Linked DNA regions of Oryctolagus cuniculus: region 1 is linked to region 2. A link is a contact called in public Hi-C data. All regions are on one chromosome and are shown on one strand. The core of a region is the stretch at or near the end of the contact, and the rest is flanking DNA. Distances in the headings are between cores, read along the strand shown.

Evidence for each region. A called contact is a pair of places that touch in the nucleus more often than the background predicts.
Region 1: a Hi-C map of an unstated tissue shows a contact between it and region 2, with 2.3 times the contacts expected there. The contact joins two enhancer-like sites. A contact is called at or near these places in 3 of 6 Hi-C or Micro-C datasets (ear pinna, psoas muscle and an unstated tissue).

The regions. Positions count from the first base shown.
Region 1 is chr7:23,780,000-23,783,529 of mOryCun1.1, reverse strand. SSPOP (SCO-spondin) reads left to right here. Exons shown (of 102, transcript XM_070076852.1): 53 at 83-174; 54 at 806-979; 55 at 1,285-1,449; 56 at 1,996-2,269; 57 at 3,323-3,369. Among named protein-coding and RNA genes, the nearest start is that of SSPOP, 27 kb to the left of the region's middle. Within about 2 kb of position 2,134, at least 2 of the 8 cell types and tissues checked have an H3K27ac peak or open chromatin away from gene starts, as enhancers often do.
Region 2 is chr7:23,663,855-23,667,421 of mOryCun1.1, reverse strand. No RefSeq gene overlaps it. Among named protein-coding and RNA genes, the nearest start is that of REPIN1, 8.2 kb to the right of the region's middle. Within about 2 kb of position 1,256, at least 1 of the 8 cell types and tissues checked has an H3K27ac peak or open chromatin away from gene starts, as enhancers often do.

The DNA of each region.
Region 1 (3,530 bases), core at 885-3,384, 120 kb before region 2:
GGAGGTGGAGGACAGGAACCAGAAGGTGAAGTGGGGGCAGGGACAGGAAAGTGGGGGACCCAGAGGCTGCCTCTGCTCCCAGGTCTCCCTCCAACCCTCCAGCGGCCTATGGGGGTGCCCCATGTGAAGGTGACACGCGGGAGCTGCAGGTTTGCCACACGGAGTGTGGTACAGGTACGGCAGAGCCCCCTTCCTCCTCCCATTGCATGCCCTTTGACTTGGTAGCCAGTGCCAGCGAAGCCTCACAGGCTGAGAAGCAGCCCCTAAACTGGTGTTGGGGGACAGGGCTCTGACACGTAAGGGGCAGATGGCTTGCCTGGTGGAGCCAGTGGCCGCAGGGCCGGCGAGTGGTGTGGCCGCCTGGGCTGGTTGTGTGTGTCGCACAACAGAAGGTACCAGATGGCTCCCTGCTTCCCACGTCCCCGGTGGTGTCCTGAGGTCTCCACTGAGCAGGCAGAGCCTGCAAATTCAAGGCAGGGAGAGTTAAACAGAGAGGGGGAGGAACCTGAGAAGGAGGGTGGGTGGGGCAAGCTCTTCAGGAGAGGAGGGGCTGATGGAGACTGGCGGCCAGTGCACTGACAGGTGTCCACAGGAAATGTGAGGATGGGTGGGCCCATGGCCAGCTGCCAGCTGGACCCATGGGTGGAGGTGTTGGGGGGGTGGAACTGGGGCCACTTGCAGTGGGAGGCTCTGCTTCTGGCTCCTGAGCCTTAGAAGTGGGACTGGAGAGTGTGGGGTCCCCGTGAGCTGAGGGGCTGAGCATCCATCCTGTATCCTCTTGCCCCTGTCCTGTATGCTCCTCCAGAGGCACCGGGCTGGACGGCCTGGACGCCCTGGACCACCTGCTCTCAAAGTTGCCTTGTCCCTGGAGGGGGCCCAGGCTGGCGCCGCCGTGCCCGGCTGTGCCCCGGCTCTGGAGCCATACCCTGCCCTGGAGAGTCCACCCAGGAGGAGCCCTGCAGCCCCCCTGTGTGCCCAGGTAAACCCCTCCCATCCCTGGAGTGACCTACATGCTGGGATGCAATGAGGAGCCAGGAAGAAGGACGCCTTGAGCAGCTTCTGGACTCCTAGGGAGGGGAGGCCACAGAGGGGGCAGAGCAGGCCACTGTCCTGCGGCCTCTGCCCCAGGAAGCAGGTGTGGGATTAGCAGTGTGGGCCTGGGACTGTCCTGGGGCCAGGGGCCGGGGGTGGATCCTGGTGGGGGCTGCCCACCCCATAGCTCTGAACCTTCCTGCACGCCTTACCTGCTGTTACTGTGACCACGGACTCCATTCCTCCTGGCAGTGCCGGCCGGCTGGGGTCTGTGGACTCCCTGGTCAGCTTGTTCAGCCCCCTGTGATGGAGGTTTCCAGACACGGGGACGGAACTGCTCTGGCTCAGCTCCTGGGGACACAGCCTGCCAGGGGCCCCACAGTCAGACCAGGGATTGCAACACACAGCCCTGCACAGGTACCAGACTCCCGCCCCATTCTCCACCTGCTCCTGGGGACCTCAACCTTTCCCCCACACACACCTGGGCACATGGCTGACCTCTGCCTTCAGGACAGGCCATGGCTCAAGCTGAGAGAGACTTGTGAGGTCTCCTGTGTCTCCTTCAGAGCCCTACATACACACACACGACTGGGGACCAGGCCCCGGCCGTGGCAGACACCTCACCTCTCCAGGGAGCAGCCTCCGTCCCACACCTGGGACCCAGAGGGCTGGCTCCTTCCCGCCTTTGAGCAGAGCCCACTCGTGGCCAGAATCACAATGCACAAAGCAGTCCTGGCAAGGCCTGGTCCCCTACCCACTCTTCCTAGCCCAGAGAAGGGGTGTCCTCCAGTTATGCCCTCACGCGTGCCTCTGCGGGTGCCATTCCAGACACTGGAGCAAGCCTGCAGTGGGACCTGGAGGGGCTTCCTCCACCTCGGTCCTGGGCAGCAGGCCCCTGGTAGCCAGCTGCCTGCAGGCTTGCTGCCCCTCGCTCTCCCTTCTCTTCCTCCCACCCCTGCCCAGATCTGCTGATCTCCCATCCAGCCCAGTGCCCAGGGGACATGGTGTTCCGCTCGGAGGAGCAGTGTCAGCAAGAGGGCGGCCCATGCACTCGGCTGTGCCTGGCACAGAGCCCCGGGGTGGAGTGCATGGGATCCTGTGTCCCTGGCTGCGCCTGCCCCCCTGGCCTCTTCTTGCACAATGCTAGCTGCCTGCCTCGCGGCCAGTGCCCCTGCCAGCTGCACGGGCAGCTCTACACACCGGGAGCAGTGGCCCGCCTGGACCCCTGCAACAACTGGTACGTCCCCAGTGCTCGGGCTAGCGGGTGGGGGAGGGGCTGCATGGCCCTGGAGGTGGGCAGGTGTGATGGCCTCTCTCTCACATACATCACACACACACACACACACACATACACATCACACCCCTGTCCCCTAAGCACATCAGCAGTCCTAGGTGCCATGCACGGGCCCTGGGAATGCTGAAGGAATGAGACACGACCGCCTCAGTGACTTGTGGGAGATGGTCTCAGGGAGCTGGAGTGACATGATGGAACTAGAGACTTGGGGGAGGGGCTTCTAGCTTCGCCCAGTTTCCTCTGCTTCTTTCCTGAATATCATGGCCTGCCTGGGCTGAGCTGGATTTCAACTCACAGAGGTTGCTCAAAGCTGATGCCAGGATCTTCCAGCAGAGGGTGCTCTAACCCTCTGCCCTCATTTTCTTCCTTTTTGTTTCATTTTGTTGTCTTAATTTTTCATTTTCTTCTTCCCTTTTTCTTTCTATCCCCTGGCTACTTCCTCAATTTCCTCCTTTATATTAATATTCTCTCTCTCTCTCTCCCTCTTTCTCTCTCTCTCTCTCTCTCTCTCTCTCCTCCCTCTTTCTTAGGTTCTTTATCTGGAACCTCCTGTATCTGTCAAACAAGCTTTAGAGCAAGTGTTGGAGAACACTTACTGGGAAGGAAGGCATCCCGTTCTCCCTCCTAGGAGAATGCTAGCGCCTTCTAAGTCGCTGCCCCTGGTCCTGTCACTCCAGGTCGTTTCCACGTGGTGTGTTTAGTGGTTTCAAGTGGAATAAAAAGCATAGAGAGGTGACTCCTGATAAAACCAGGGACTGAAGGATCCAGTCAGTGGTACTCCGGGGTGGGGGTGTGGGTCTCCTGGTGAACTCTGCATGGGACACAGGGCAACTTGTCTCACTCCCCAGATCTGGGCTTTCCATTCTGTGCAGCGGCCTGCCCTGCCCCCAGCCCCCAGCTGTTTCCCCCTGGGGACAGATACACAGGGGTCTAAGGGCAGAGATGTCTGTGGCCAGGGTGGGCCGGGTTGGGCCTCACTGGCCACTCTCTCTGCAGTACCTGTATCTCTGGCAAGATGATATGCACCTCGGAGCTCTGCCCAGGTACCTCCTCAGTGGTGGGTCCTCAGGGGTCGTCGGGGATTTGGGTCCCTTCCAAGATGAAACGTGGGGAGTGTTGGTGGTGCCCCAGGGACATCAGGGTCCTGTGGGCTTGGCCTGGATTCACACACTGCCCTCCACCCCTCCACACACACACCCTGGCA
Region 2 (3,567 bases), core at 7-2,506:
TACTCACTATTTCAAAGTGTGGTTTAGGTAGGGCTTGTAAGTTGGAGGCACTTCACACAGGCCTGGTTGCCAGCTTTGTGGGCAGCTGGGGCCTTGTCCACAGGCAGGCTGTGTTGTAACATGTGCTGAGTCCAGTTCATTTTTTTCTTTGCGTAATCCTAGATGTCAGTATTCACCCATACATTTTCCCCCCTTTGGATCGGAATAGTTTTACCATTGAAAACTGTGGACTTTCACCACAACCAGGCTGTTTGTGTGCTAGGTGCTGGCAGTCAGGGGCTGAGAGCCACCTGTTTAGCGTGAGGCCATGAACTTGATCTCACTGTGTTCCTCCAGGCCTTTCCATCTCACCTGGCTCCGTGTTTGCAGAGTGAGGCCTCACTCTCCTGCAGTGCTGTTGGACCTTCCTCCATGGCACGGCTTCACCGGGCTCTGCTGCACTTTGGGCGTCTCAGTCCAGAATCTTTTCAGGGTACAGTGGGTCGAATTCCTTCATTCCTGTGGCTTCCTCCTCCCCGCGGGAATGCTGCTCTGTCCACTGGGTGACCACAGTTCCATCATGTGACTTTACACCTCTTTATTCCTTTACTGTCATTTTCATGGTGTTTTGGTGGGGAGGGTAAGGTTGGGATAAACGCATGTGTATCATACACCGGGCTTAAACATGAACGTTAGTACATTTAAGATGTATGTGTTTATGCATGAATTTGGGATTGGGGGTGCAGCTTAGACCATAACTGCATCCCTCCCAAACGCATACACTGAAGCCCTGCCATGGTCTGTGTCCCCCCAGATTTCATGTTGGAAATTTAACCCCCAATGCAGAAGTGGGAGGTGGGATGGCCACAGGGCTCTGCCTTCATGAATGGGTTGGTGCACTTATACAAGGGTTTATAGGAATGGGTTCATTCTCTTCTGCCACAAGAGCACACAGCGTCTGTCCTCATTGGTCCCGCCGCTATCTGCCAGCAGGAAGGCCGTCACCAAATGCAGCAGCTTGAACTTGGACTTAGCCTTCAGGAATGTTCAGTATAGATTGTCCGATCTCAAGTGGGTTTTGTTGGTTTGTTTTTTGTTGTTTTGTTTGTTTGTTTTTGGTAGCAGTGCAAGCAGACTAAGGAAAAACCTAACCCATGGTACCTGGGAGTGTGACTGGATTTGGAAATAGAGTCTTCTGGGAGAGGCAGTTAAGGTTGAATAGGGTCATGAAGATGGGCCCTGTCCAGCATGACTGGCATGGTTGTAAGAGGAGAGGACACAGACACGCGGTGAGAAGGCAGCCAGCCACAGCCACCGAGACAGGGTTCGGGAGGCAGCCCTGCCAACGTCTTAAGGTCAGATTTCCTGCCCACAGCATTGGAAGATGGTGCACTTCTAACGCAGCACCCGCCAGTCTGTGCTACAGTTATGGTAGCCCTAGCAGTCTCTCTCTCTCAGGAAAATCCTTTCTTCCTTCCTCCCTTCCTCCCTTCCTTTTCTTTTCTTTTCTTTTTTTTTTTTTTTTAAGATTCATTTACTTATTTGAAAGGCAGAGTTACAGAGAGGCAGAGGCAGAGAGAGAGAGAGGGAGCGAGAGGTCTTCCATCTGCTGGTCCACTCCCCAGATGGCCGCAACAGCCGGAGCTGCGCCGATCCGAAGCCAGGATCCAGGAGCCACCTCCGGGTCTCCCACGTGGGTACAGGGGCCTAAGCACTTGGGCCATCTTCTACTGCTTTCCCAGGCCATAGCAGAGAGCTGGATCAAAAGAGGAGCAGCCGGGACTAAAACCAGCACGCGTATGGGGTGCCAGTGCTGCAGGCCAGGGCTTTAACCTGTTGTGCCACAGCGCCGGCCCCATCCCAAAATCCTTTCTTAAGATTTGGTTCCATGCACTCAACTTTGTTATTTGAAAAGTCACACTTTTTTTCTGTGTGACACAAAAACCAGTGGTGTTTTGTGAACAAAATCACAATAAAGGCTAGGATGGCTCATGGTACACTATAAAAAAAATCGCCTCGTTGAGATAATTATCAGAATGTTATCATTTATCTCCATAAAAGATGACAAATAAGGATGCTTTTTAAATATTTATGGAAGGAAATGAAATTTAGATTTGGGTAAGTGAATGAAACTCGACAATTAAACTCAGCATAAATCGATAATGAACACTTACCGTTGCTTTGTCAAGGACATTCAACAGAGTAACAAAGAACCTTCACCTTCTAGATCACACAGTGTCAGCTTTGTGAGTGAAAATTGTCCGCATGGAAGTGGTCAGCCTGCGGATCCCATTCTGAGCCCATTAAGCCTCACCCAGGATCCACCGCCAGAGGGAGACCCTGAGCACAAACTATGTCTACTCTAAACGGCCAGTTCTACTGTTTCTCAAATAACAAGGCTGTGGAATTCTTTTCACAAATATTGACTTGTGGCTGAAGCCCATAGACTTCTCTTAACCCCATTCTGACCAGGCTCCGCGCCAGTCGGTCGCGCTGGCTTCCAGCGCCTTACGCACGTTTGTCAGAACTCTAAACCCTCGCAAGGCACGGCCGAGAGCAGCGTCTCTGCCCGCGGAAGGCACTCAGCTTAGTTCAGAGGCTGTGAAAATTAAATGTTTCGGGAGTTCCTCTTAAAATTAGCTTTTAAATGTTAGGACGCTGCCTGGGATTTGGGAATGAACCAGCAGGTGGAAGTTCTTTCTCCTTTTCTCTCTCTGCCTTTTATTTATTTATTTATTTTTTTGACCGCGCTGATCCGAAGGCAGGAGCCAGGTGCTTCTCCTGGTCTCCCATGGGGTGCAGGGCCCAAGCACTTGGGCCATCCTCCACTGCACTCCAGGGCCACAGCAGAGAGCTGGCCTGGAAGAGGGGCAACTGGGACAGAATCCGGCGCCCCAACTGGGACTAGAACCCAGTGTGCCGGCGCCACTAGGTGGAGGATTAGCCTATTGAGCTGAGGCACCGGCCCTCTCTCTGCCTTTTAAATAAAATGAAAATACATTTACTATACACATTTACTATATACATTTTCTATGTACTTATAATGTATTTGTTTTTGTATACATAGTTATATTCTTGTATATATAAGTGTTCTATATATTATAATGCATCATATATTAATATAAATTTAGTATAACTAAAAATCAGTTTTTATTATATTTGTTGAGTGTAGCAACCTAGCAAAATGTTATGTGGTAAACATGTTATATTGTGATTTCTAATAACGTCCAAAAAATAAACTTTCTTAAATGTGTTAAGAGGACATTTTCTTCTCATGTTTTAAGAAAGTGAAGGCAAACCAGTTAGGAGGAAATTAGATACCTCCCTGACCAGCTCCCAAGGCACCAAGTTTAACTTTGGCCCAGATTTGGTCTTGGAAACAGATCAGAGATACTGAATTGAAGCCAGGTTTACACTCGGATTCCTTTAAGTCGCCCAAGTGGTTTTATTGGAAAGAAGTCTGGGAGGAATGAGCTAAGGCTAGGGTTTGTAGTTATTTGGTAAATGTTTGCAGATGGCATTCACCAACAGCAGTGCCTGCCACCCACAGGAAACAAAACACCTGACAATACACCTGTTTCTGCTGCA